Linked DNA regions of Mus musculus: all the other regions are linked to region 3. Evidence: chromatin contacts called from public HiChIP or PLAC-seq and promoter capture Hi-C data. All regions are on one chromosome and are shown on one strand. Each heading gives the region's core, a stretch centred on a gene start, on an enhancer-like site or on the middle of the called end of the contact. The rest is flanking DNA. Distances are from core to core; before and after follow the strand shown. Region 1 holds the start of Gclc (glutamate-cysteine ligase, catalytic subunit). Region 2 holds the start of Mlip (muscular LMNA-interacting protein). Region 3 holds the start of Hmgcll1 (3-hydroxymethyl-3-methylglutaryl-Coenzyme A lyase-like 1).

What was found. Promoter capture Hi-C pulls out the DNA fragments that hold promoters and counts their contacts. HiChIP or PLAC-seq counts read pairs in DNA pulled down with a chosen protein or histone mark.
Region 1: a FOXA1 HiChIP or PLAC-seq map of pancreatic cancer cells shows a contact between it and region 3. The contact joins the promoter of Gclc here to the promoter of Hmgcll1 in region 3. A contact is called at or near these places in 1 of 39 promoter capture datasets (hippocampal neurons) and 1 of 115 datasets of contacts at active chromatin or transcription factors (pancreatic cancer cells).
Region 2: a contact with region 3 is called in a promoter capture Hi-C map of hippocampal neurons, with 6 times the contacts expected there. The contact joins the promoter of Mlip here to the promoter of Hmgcll1 in region 3. A contact is called at or near these places in 2 of 39 promoter capture datasets (hippocampal neurons and liver).

The regions. Positions count from the first base shown.
Region 1 is chr9:77,753,268-77,757,175 of GRCm38.p6, forward strand. It overlaps Gclc (glutamate-cysteine ligase, catalytic subunit), which reads left to right and starts at 1,268. Exons shown (of 16, transcript NM_010295.2): 1 at 1,268-1,692. The coding sequence starts at 1,543.
Region 2 is chr9:77,249,429-77,253,161 of GRCm38.p6, forward strand. It overlaps Mlip (muscular LMNA-interacting protein), which reads right to left and starts at 2,424. Exons shown (of 11, transcript NM_001368955.1): 1 at 2,319-2,424. The coding sequence starts at 2,363.
Region 3 is chr9:76,012,312-76,016,477 of GRCm38.p6, forward strand. It overlaps Hmgcll1 (3-hydroxymethyl-3-methylglutaryl-Coenzyme A lyase-like 1), which reads left to right and starts at 2,666. Exons shown (of 9, transcript NM_173731.2): 1 at 2,666-2,871. The coding sequence starts at 2,764.

The DNA.
Region 1 (3,908 bases), core at 18-2,517, 1.7 Mb after region 3:
GTCCATGCCTCTAATCCCAACACTCAGGAGGCTGAGGCACGATGGCTGCCTGGAGTTCAAGGCCAGGTTGGGCTATCTAGTGAGATCTTGTCTCTAAGTAACTACATGTTGAAAATGTAGTTACAATGTGTGTGTGGGGGGGGGGAGGGTGTAATAAATGTTTTCTGCCCTCTGTACATGAATGGATCATCTAGTTACTGCATATATTTATACAGTTGCAAAACATTAATCGAATAACTATTCGGGCAAGGTACCTTCCCTTCGTTCCCACGGAATCCAGTTCCCAGAGCCTTCCGCACTCAGGGTAAAGCTCTCCTGAGCAATAGAATGACCACCGCTGGATGGACCTTCGGTTCTGAAGGTGGGGAAACTTCTGAAGAAACTTCTCACACTGCACACTTGGAGACAAGACAAGACAAGACCTCTTTTGCACAGTGAGTGATCTCTGTGCCGACCAGAGATCCCATTGGCAAATAGTTAACGTACAGGGTTTACAATGATGATATACATATATCTAATCCCTGCCCATACATGGACGCATGTAAATAACCAGCAATCAACTCTATGCATATCCATGCCATGTGGAGTCGTACAACATTTATTAAAAAGTATTACTCAGCCAGGCAGTGGTGGCACATGCCTTTAATCCCAACACTTGGGAGACAGAGGCAGGCAGATTTCTGAGTTCAAGGCCAGCCTGGACTACAGAGTGAGTTCCAGGACAGCCAGGGCTACACAGAGAAACCCTGTCTCGAAAAACCACACATACACACACACGCACACACACTCACACAGTATTACTCAGCCAGGCGTGGTAGTGCACATAATTGATCCCAGCACATGGGAGGCAGGAGGATCTCTATGAGTTCGAGTCCAGCAAAGCCAGTCCAGGACAGCCAGGGCTACACAGAGAAACCCTGTCTTGAAAAACCAAGAAGAAAAAAGAAAAAAAAAAAAAGGATTACTCTTAACTTTATACCCTTTCTACCAGTACAGAGTTGAACAGATATTCAGATATTTCAGCTCTCTCTCTCTCTCTCTCTCCCTCTCCCCCCCTCCCTTTTTTTTTTTTTTTTTTTTTTTTTTTTTGACCCAGTTTTCTCTTAGGACCCAGACTTTTCAGTCCTTATTCGCAGACAGCCCCGCCCCCCCGCGGACACCCTCGGCCTCAGCCCCGCCCCCGCCCCAGGCCCCACCCACGACCTGCCGCTTCGTTCCCCGCCCCCGCCGCAGCCTATAAAATCTGGAGCGCGGCGCACGGAGCGGCAGGCGCGGAACTGGGCATGCTCTGTGTCGCCGCAGCTTTGGGTCGCAAGTAGGAAGCCCGTGCACGACACCGGCGGCGCCGAGTGGAGCGCTGCCGCGGCGGCCAGGGCCGCAGGGCCGGCGTGGGAGCGCGAGACCGGGCGGCGGCGAGAGACCCCGACCCGGGCTGTCAACCGCGCGGCGGGGTCCGAGCCGGAGCGGGAACGGACGGGACGCCCGCCGCGCGGCCCGAGGGCGCCCCCAGAGCGGAGCTGCGGCCGGGAGGAGGACGCGGCCATGGGGCTGCTGTCCCAAGGCTCGCCACTGAGCTGGGAAGAGACCCAGCGCCACGCCGACCACGTGCGGAGGCACGGCATCCTCCAGTTCCTGCACATCTACCACGCAGTCAAGGACCGGCACAAGGACGTGCTCAAGTGGGGTGACGAGGTGAGCCCGCGCGCCTTTGTTCGGCCAGGCCGCCCGCGGCCCCGCCACCGGCCCGGGCTCGGCGCTGGCCACTCGGGCTCATTCATTCCTGTCGGGAGGCAAGCCGCTCGGACACAGGGAGGGCCTGAGCGGGAGGAGTGTGAATATCTGCCTCCCGGCGTCCGGTCGCACTGTTCGCCTTGGAGATGAGTGTGTACAGGACCGACTTGCCCGGCTGGCTTGCTATCACGTTTCAAATCTCCAGGGTGTTTGCTTCGGCCCTCGGTTTTCTCTAGCTCTTTTTCTTAAACGCCTGACACATCTCACATCTGTCCGCAAACTTTAGAGTTATACATTGCAACAAATACATTGCTAGACCTAAGGACTTGGGGTTGTCTTCCTAAAAGACGGGAGACTTCATTATCCGGTTTAACTGTAAATGCTTACAACTTAGAGGTTAGGTAAGACTGGTTAGAGCCAGCAGCTAAGCGTTACCAGTCAATGCTAAAACTTGTGCATGATCTCTGGGACCCATTTGTTCGAACCATCTGAAAGCGGCAACGCTAAAAACATTTTTTTGTGTGTGCATCCCCTATTTTTAAATAAGCACATTGATAAAAAGATACATAAAGTTAAATAACCTCTTGAGTCTGACCTTTATTGTGTGGGGTTGGCATTTACGGCAGATAGCGTGCCACTCCTGTATGTATTTATCGTTTAGTATTATCCTTGGGCTAAGTTTCAAAGTGTTGCTGTACCGGCATAGACTAGCTTGCGAAAAGTTAGTTTTTCTGTATCTAATGTTGGTAGATGATTCTGCCATCTGCAGCTGAAAGAATTATGCTTGGCCTAAGGAAGTATTAGGACTAATATATATTCCTACAAAAAAAATTGTCTATCACCACATTTTCTTTCAGGAAAGGGACACACTCGTTTGGCAGTTCTCCAGTTTTAGTCCAAAGTTTGTTGTGTATTTACATTTGACAGTTCTTCATTTGTGTTCCGTGTATCATATACAGGGCAGGGATATTATGGGTTTTATCCACTTGTTTTTCCTAGGGCCTAACTAGGAAATATATATAGTTGGCAGCAGCAAATTGTGGCGTCCTTTAAGGTTCTCATGGAACCAGCCACTGTTGAGCAATCAAAAATTTACTTTTCGCTGTCTTGCTAGGACTCCATAAAGACAAAAATAAAAACAAATGAATGTCTTTATAACCATTTGGAGTTGAACTTCATCCGCAGATGTTCAGTGCAGTCGAAGCACAGTGGTTCACCATGCCCCTTGCCTTTTCTCTACTAACCAGGAACCTCCCGGATCCAGATCCTTCTTTCTGTTTTAGAAAAAAAAAAAAAAAACGCTCCCCCTGTTGGCAGGAAGAGCATGTACAACTAACTGCCTGTTTGGAGAGACTTCCCATGGCAGACGAGTAAAGTGAGTGGTGTGAGAGGAACAGCAGAGCAGGACCTCAGGTGTACCACACATTTCCATCGTGACGGGATCTGGTGAATAGAGTCGGTACCAAGTTTACCTTCCTCCCCACAATCCTTATCAAGGAGACTGAAGAAGCCAGGCAATCTTGTGCACTTGTATTCTGTCTGTATAGGGGGAGAATGTTGGGCCCAGCATTTCAACCAATTAACACTGTTTTTAAAGACAGGGTTTCTCTGTGTAGTCCTGACTGTTCTGAAACTCACTGTGTAGACCAGGCTGGCCACAGACTCACGCAGAGATCCGCCTGCTTCTGCCTCCTGAGTGCTGGGCTTAAAGGTGTACACCATCATTGCCTGACAGTTAAGACTTCCTGAACAGAGCATGCTAGGCAGGTCTGTAGAGAAGTTGGACTCCACAGGTAATCCTCCGACAGTAAGTTGCCTGGCTAGCACTGTTCCTACATTAGATGACATCAGCAATATCCCTTGAAAACTTAGCGCCTGCTGATATTGCATTTCCAAATTTCTTTTTGCAAATATTCTTGTCATAAGTTACATAGAAATCTATGAACTGTCGGCCATCACTGGAAAGAGAGGCCCATTGGACTTGCAAACTTTATATGCCCCAGTACAGGGGAAAGCCAGGGCCAAAAAGGGGGAGTGGGTGGGTAGGGGAGTGGGGGTGGGTGGGTATGGGGGACCTTTGGTATAGCATTGGAAATGTAAATGAGCTAAATACCTAATAAAAAATGGAAAAAAATGTAAACATATGAGAAGAAAAAAAAAAATCTATGAACTGATTC
Region 2 (3,733 bases), core at 1,174-3,673, 1.2 Mb after region 3:
AACAACACATAATGAATGCTACTGACTTCCTAGGTTTTCCTAGGGATGTTTTCTTACATAGTTAAGCTTGTCAATGTCCTGCCGAGATGGAGAGCGGTGTAAAGAGGGGTACCACTGAGTACTCAGTAGTTGAGATTCCTTGTCAGCTTGATCTGATTTTGAAATCTCTTAGGAGACACTGCTGGTGTGGCTATGGGAGTACCTCCAGAAAGGCTTAACTGATGAGGGCAGAGGACCCACCTGGATGTAGGCAGCAGAATTCAGTGAACTGGGGTTCCAAGCAAAAGACAAGATAGGAGAAGCCTCATTGGTGACAGCATCCATCTTCTTTCTGCTTCCTGACTGACAGTACAGTTTAGCAGGCTGCCTCACACTCCAGCTGCCTTGCCTTACTGAGCATGTTAAACTGCACACTCAAACCACAAGCCAGAATAAACCCTTTCTCTCTTAAATTGCCTTAGGCAAGTATTTGGCTACAACAATAAATAACTATCTATAATAATTAAAATATTTATCCTTTCTTCTCCTTTGGACAAAATAGTCATTTAATAGTTATCAAGAAAGAAAGGATGATATGTTGACCTCACTTCCAGGTGCTTATTCTTGCCCTCATTTTCCTATGAAATGATTTGGTCTCCTGAAGTCTATCCAAAGGAAATTAAATAGATTTATAGGAAAGGCTTCAGTATAGCCCACAGGTACAAAACCCATTGACCCTTAATAAACGGCCAGTAGCCATATCTTCTAAAGCATATACAGTGATCTAAACTTACTTCCCCAAGTGCCTTGCACAATTGTCCAGCTTGTCTTGTCTTAAATCTCTAAAGTACAAAATTCTGCAAGGGATACTTCCACCTATAGTCTTTTAAAAAGTTGGTAGTTATAATTTTAGTACACAAAACAAGAACAAAAGGAAGCCAGTACATAGATGAACAAGATGTGCCCTTCTCACAGTATGATGGAGAGATTTCTAAACATGAACACACGATGAGAAAGAAGGCCATTGAACAGGAGCAAGATAGTGGCCTTCAACTTTATGGCTACACTCTGCCCACAGGAACTTCAATGCCCTCCCTAAGTGAAATATCGTCATCAATGTAGGGAAGCAATTCTACTTCCTTATTTTAGTTGAACAAATACATTATATATAATATTTACTTATTACATATAGATATATGTGTGTGATATGTGATATATGTTATATGTAATCTAAAGATTAAAGGCTTACCTCACTGAGTTACTACTGAGTAGAAATAAACTCAGGGATTGATTCCTGTCCTTATATGCATATTCCAGAACATCAGGAAAAGGGCAACCCTTTGATATTAACTTTCAAGAAAGTACTACAAAATTAGCACCCAGGTCTTTCACTGTGTTTATCTAGCACCTGTATTGTGTCTTACCAGAAACCTAAGGTTCACTTGAAAGGACCTTTTGATGGAATGGGATTTGAAGCTACACTAGCCACACTGTGGAATATTCTGAAGATCTATGTTAGCCTGTAGACTGATGAATCCCTTGCTCAGAAAAAAAAAAAGAAGAAGAAGAAGAAGAAGAAGAAGAAGAAGAAGAAGAAGAAGAAGAAGAAGAAGAAGAAGAAGAAGAAGAAGAAGAAGAAGAAGAAAGCCATTTACCATTTACTGCACACTGTGTGGCAGATCTAACAGAGCCCCAAAATGAATCGCTATGGAGACAAAAAAAAAAAATCATTTTCCCACAAAGCGGAAGCGGATGCAAGTTAATGGCATTCGCTTCTTAATTGGCAATTAACACTTTCAGCTGCCAATGCCATTTAAACATCTGATCTTCGGGAAACTATTTTAATAACAGAAATAAGAACTAAGTGGATTAAAATAGTGGCTTGAGATACCCCTTTTGTCAGACTGACCCCTTCTCACCGGTGGCACAGGCTATAACATGAGAGGTGTTTTCCCCAGTGCCTCGCAGGCTGTAAGCTCCTTTGCTCAGCTTCAGGCTGTGTGCTATTCTTTCTTCTATTTCCCTAAAAGTGCCCCCCAAACACACCACCGTGTTGGCACCCGCAGCACAGAGGACCAATAGCCTCTTACTAAGAAAAGACATCACAAGCATTCAAACATTAACTCTATGCCAAGCGCAATCCTTGGCTTTTTCTTTGCCCAACAAGCAGTTTTGTCTTTATCAGTTGCCCGTTTCTCTGACTATAGATACCATCTCATTTCAACAACACAGACAAATTTATCAGCTCCCGGGTAGCTCGCCCTCACACCCTCCGGCATATACCAGAACTGGGTGTCTTTAAAAGTTACTGAAAGCATTAAGCAAAGACTTCTCTTTACCTTGGGTGTGGTCTCAAGGCTCCCCGCTAAGATGCAGGAGGTCATTTGGAAGTAATTGTTCCTGCAGGCACTCAGAAGCCCCTGCTCTGAAAGCAAACCAATGACTGAGGTGGAAAGAGAGCCTGTTACTAAAACAACACAGGCACACGCACGCAATCGCCTACACACACACACACACACACACACACACACACACACACACACACACACACGCAAGCACATACGCATGCACCCATATGCACACGCACACACGCGCGCACACACACACACACACACACACACACACACACACACACACACGGTTGCGGGGGAGGAGGAATCTAAAAGAACACAGAACAGATGCTTCTCCGAGTTGAGTATTTTTCAGCTCCAAAGGGTTTGTTTTGACAATTTTTACTTTTGGAACTTCACGAGAGGTCACACTGACTGCTAAAATGGGATCAGTGGAAGTGAAAAATTGCTACCTCTATGTGTTTGCCCTCTTTTCCTTTCAGGCTTGCAGTCCAATTATGTATTCCCTGAAAGGAAGGGAGAAGCCAGATTGGACAGCAATGAGAAGCTGATTGAAGGGCCCTGGCATCTGCCAGTTTCAGTGATTGGTTGACCACGCTCGCAGAGAACATTCAGATGCACAAACACATGCAAACACAGCGTCTAAATAAAGAACTGGAAAACACAGTGATCATTTTGGAAAGCCAGTCATTTCAGTGACAAGTCCTTGGCGTGTGAACGGCAGTCAATGATATTGGAGCATCCGAGTGACTCAAGTTCTGCTGTTAAACAAAAGTAGCTCTAAAAGAGATCTTGTTACCAAATAGCTGTCAAAACAAAATTCCCTTCCACTGTTGCTGGAAGATAGTGACTGCCCTGCCTACCTATAAACAAGTCACAAATATTTCTCACGAGATTGATTTATTCAGTATTCCTATTCTCTAAGCATTGATTTTTTTCTACAAACCTATGCAATCTATATTTGTGCATAAGCACTGGAAGATGTAATGTGGAGGGAGCTGGCTATATACTGAATGCTATGCAAAAGTGAAGGTTTTATTTCACGTACAGTTACAGCATTTAATATTTTCAACATTGTCAAGAGCTTGAACTTAGGACAATCATGAGCGCAATAATGACTCACAGTGATTCTATTAAGAAGCAGGGAAACTATTGCAAATAACACTAGTACATCTTGCCCCAGGAAAGGGCCAAATTTCTAAATGTATGTGCTGTTACATCAGTAAGAGATATCTTCTGACATCTACACTCATGGTTATGTATATCTGATGCCAAGAACCTTTCATTCTTTCTGAGAATATACATAAATCTGTCATATAAATAACAGAGATACAAAGAGAAGAGAGTTTTAAAGATCGCCCATCACCCATCCTATAGTTCTTAAATGTCACTGCATGATCCGC
Region 3 (4,166 bases), core at 1,416-3,915:
CCACTCAGTCGTTTGAAGTATTCCTGACCACATGTGATCTAACATTCAATTTTTAAACCTTTCCCATTGAATTGCAGTGCTATCTTCCAAGTATGAATGGCAGGAAAATAGGAAATAAAGGCCTGCAATGTCTCCTACATGTTTGAAATATCTTGGCAGATTGGATTGGGTGCTGGTTAGATGGAGGGCTTAATGAGAGAAGGGAGTCAAGAAAATTTCACAAAAGATAGGTAGAATTCAAGACATTGAGACATTACCTAAAATCAATAAAATCATGGAAAAAACAGGAAATCTGATTCATTTTAATTTTCCGTAGGTGTTCATATCTTTTATGTTTAAATTATTGGAACACTGAAACAAAAATAGCTTAGTTATGTAAGGTAGAAAAAAAATAGAGTTTAGGTTTGAAATATAGCATTAAACATCCATGTGATTGCCCAGCGATGTTATGTCTACTGGCTTGTGGAGCCCATTTCATTCTTGATGGTATGACACAGGCTCTTTCTTTGTAGACACAGCTGGCCTGGAATTAGCTATCTAGCCTAGACTGGCCTTAAACTTACAGTCATTTTTCTACCTTACCTTCCTAAGCAATATGATTATAGTTATGCTCCAGGACACTAGGTTTGGAATCCAGGTTTCTTTATTTTTATTATTATTTTTAACTTTAAATCTATTTTTGTGTTTTCTTAAAAGACAAAATAAAATGGAGAATCTGTGTGTATGTGCATGTCAGTAGGGGTTCCCCAGATGCTAGAAGAGTCAGATTCCCCTGGGGCTAGATGTTATAGGTGTCTGGGAGCCACCTACATGGACGCCAAAGAACTGTGTATACTTGTAACCACAGAGCATTCTCTACAGAGCTGGGGCTCCCAGGTCAACCTATCCAATGAGGAGAGAGAACTGCACCATGTGCCTCAAAGCTCGGTGTTATCTCGATCTTTTTAGGCTTGTGTACAGAAAATAAGATTATTCATTGCTCAACTCTAAAAGGGATGTACATATCACACTCCAACCCCCAGGGCTCAGGGAAGAGAGAACATTAAGACTGTAAGAACCCCAGGCAGAGGATAACATCAAGGAAATAGTGTTTTCCGGGTACAACAGGGTAGTTGCATAAACAAACTCATAGCAACTGTTAACAGCATGCACAAGACCAGCACAAACACCAGCCAGACAAAAGCCCGGGGGAGAGCCGGGAAAGTAGGTATGAGATCCCACTGAGTAGCTAGCTGTTGGCACCGGATGGCTGCTTAGAAAGGGAGAGTCAGTTGCGCACCCACCAGGGCAGTTCCCTTTACCCAAAATAGTTGGGCAACACAAACAGGACTTGATGGGGGGAAAAAAATGTAACAAGCTATCCTAAAGTTGGATAAAAGGGATGAAGAGGTGGTTGGGAGGATTTGGAGTACAGGGCGTGAATGTGTTCAAAAGATCTTGTATGAAATTGCCAAGGAATTAATAAAAATATTCTTTATCCAATCTGGGTGGTGAATCCCTTCAAAATCTGTTCATATTATGTCTCAGAAGTTAGTCGTTGTATATATACGCCATCCTTTGTGCAAGCTTGTGCACCTGGGCGCTCTTGATTCCTCCTAGCTGTGGAAACAGTAGGGCCAGCTAGCTCTCCCTGCACAAGACTGTTCCTGACGATTGTGTGCTATCAGCTGCAAGCTATGGACTCCACGCTGAAGAGCATTAGAGTGTTGCAATCTAAGTGTGCTTATGAAGTAGGCCGAATGAAGCAGGGGTTATCTGATTCCAAGGCTATCATATAAATCCAATAATTTATATTTATAATATATAAACTTATATATAAATCAAACATACTTATATAGAAACTAAATATACATTTATATTATAAATATTTTATAAATATATACATTAAAATTTATTTAATTTATAATTACTTCTAACTTCTGACAGGTTGTTTTTGTTTGAATGAAAGAAAAGCCTTTATGAATTTAGTTATTGCTTTTTTCTTTCTTTCCTCCTCCTCCTCCTCCTCCTCCTCCTCCTCCTCCTCCTCCTCCTCCTTCTTCTTCTTCTTTTTCTTCTTCTTAAAAAAACAGTTCTTCATACCCAGGGGGATAGTAAAGGAACTTGTGGTGACGCCGAAGCAGACAGTTAAGTTCTAGTCCTAACCCCATGTGACAGTGGAAGGAGACAACCACTAAAACCAATAAATGTAAAACAGCGAAAAAGAATTCAGCATTTCAACATTTATCTTGCACCATCGGCTTACTGACAACTCTTGGTTTGCTTGTTTACCTCCGATATACCCCCCTCCCTCGCCCTTAATTTAGGGTTTGTGTTTTTTAATACCACAAAGCGCCTCGGCAATTTTAAATAGAGTTTTGACATAAACTCAAACCGATTCACAGTGCCAACCCTACAGGCTTGTGGCTGGGAAGGAGAGAATGTCTGTAGAGAGCCCAGTGCTTCTTCCTCTCAGAGGCCTGGGTCCTGCCTAGAGCTCTGACTCAGGCGAGCACCTGCAGACAATCAGCCCTGAGAGCACCATATTTTACGGAGGGGGGGGGGGAGTGCCACCCTGCCTCAATTAACTGTCCCCATCCAGGATCTGGCTCTCAGCGCGGGACTCAGGTGCCCGCTACACCCCTGCCTGGGCGTTGCCCAGGAACCGCGCCGCCGCAGTGCAGCTCGGACCCCGGGCACCCGCGGGACGCGCTCCCGGCTCTCACCCGGCTCTCGGCTCCGGCCGTGGGATCCAGCACCGCCCACGGCACCTAGGCTGCTGCTATGGGGAATCTACCATCTGCTGCGAAGCACTGCCTCAACTACCAGCAGCTTCTCCGCGAACATCTCTGGAGCGGAGACTCAGTGGCAGGGGCGCTGGATGCGGCGCAGGTACCACCTTGGGCCTAGGGCGTCCCTACCCCCATCCACCTCCCGTCATCCCTTTTGTCTGTGTCACCTCTGTAAGCCAGGGTCCTGCCTGAGGCCCGTTCTATTGTCAGTGTGTGGGTCTGTGGCTGAAAAGCCTCTCATCTTCTCAGCTGTGAACAGCAGGCGCATCCTTGCTGGCCTAGCAGTTTCCCTACCCCAGGCCTTTTGCAGGTCGCCAACAGGAGTGATCATGTCTGTGCGTGTTCTTGGAAGGGCGGTGCTTTTGTTCTCACTTTCTTCCTTGTAATGTGTAACAGACTACAAACATATCACCTTGTGTGGTAGAAAGAGGATGAAGCTAGGGCACACTAGGAAGGCACAGGACGACGATTAAAATCACATGGTATGTTAGAGCATTGACTATCCCTACAGTGTTTTTGCTTAATGAAATTAAACAAGCTTGAATAAAACCATTACAGACTAAAATTATTCCTGCATTTTCCTGAGAGCTTCATAAAGACAACTCATTGTTTATGTATTTATGATTCCATGTACTACCAACAAACGTGCCAGTTAAGTGAGCATAAGGTATATAAAGAAATTTCCTTTTCACATAAAACCGTAAACTTTAAACATAACAGGAAACAGCAGTAATGGTCGTTACCTAAATGTTGAAACCTGTTATGAGTCAAGGGCTTTGTGAGGCCTTAGGTATCATTAGCCTTTTAATTCTAGGCACCTGTTCACTTTGTGAACAGTGTAGTTCTTGTTATTTTTTTTTATTTTAGTGGGCTGGCCTAGCTTTGTTATGTGATGTTACACCAACAGTTCTGACAGGAGTTATTCATATCCTTATGGTGTGGTCTCAGTTCAGTGCTCCAACATGTGAAATCGAAGCCTTCGATCTACAAGTAGGACTTAGCATTCGTGGGTGGTTTTATAAATAGTTTGCTCCCCATTAATTAGAGTATGAGACTGGAGCTATTTGCAAGAGCCAAGTCCTAGAATGGGCATTCTGCCTATCAACAGATGGCTGGATACAATACAGAAGATATGGCATAATTACCCAATGGTTTATTATTCAGAGAGATGAACAAAATCAAGTCATTTGTAGGTAGATGCCTGGAAATAAGCCAGAGCCCAAACAACTAATATCGCCTGTTTCTCTGTCGCCTAAGGAAGGGACATAAATACCAAGAGGAGAAAATTGGGGGTGGGGGTGGGGTGGAGTTAGGAGACATGGCAAGCATCAGGAGGAAGGAGCAGGTGAGTGGGGGAAATGAGGCTATGAATATGATCACAGCCCACAATATGCA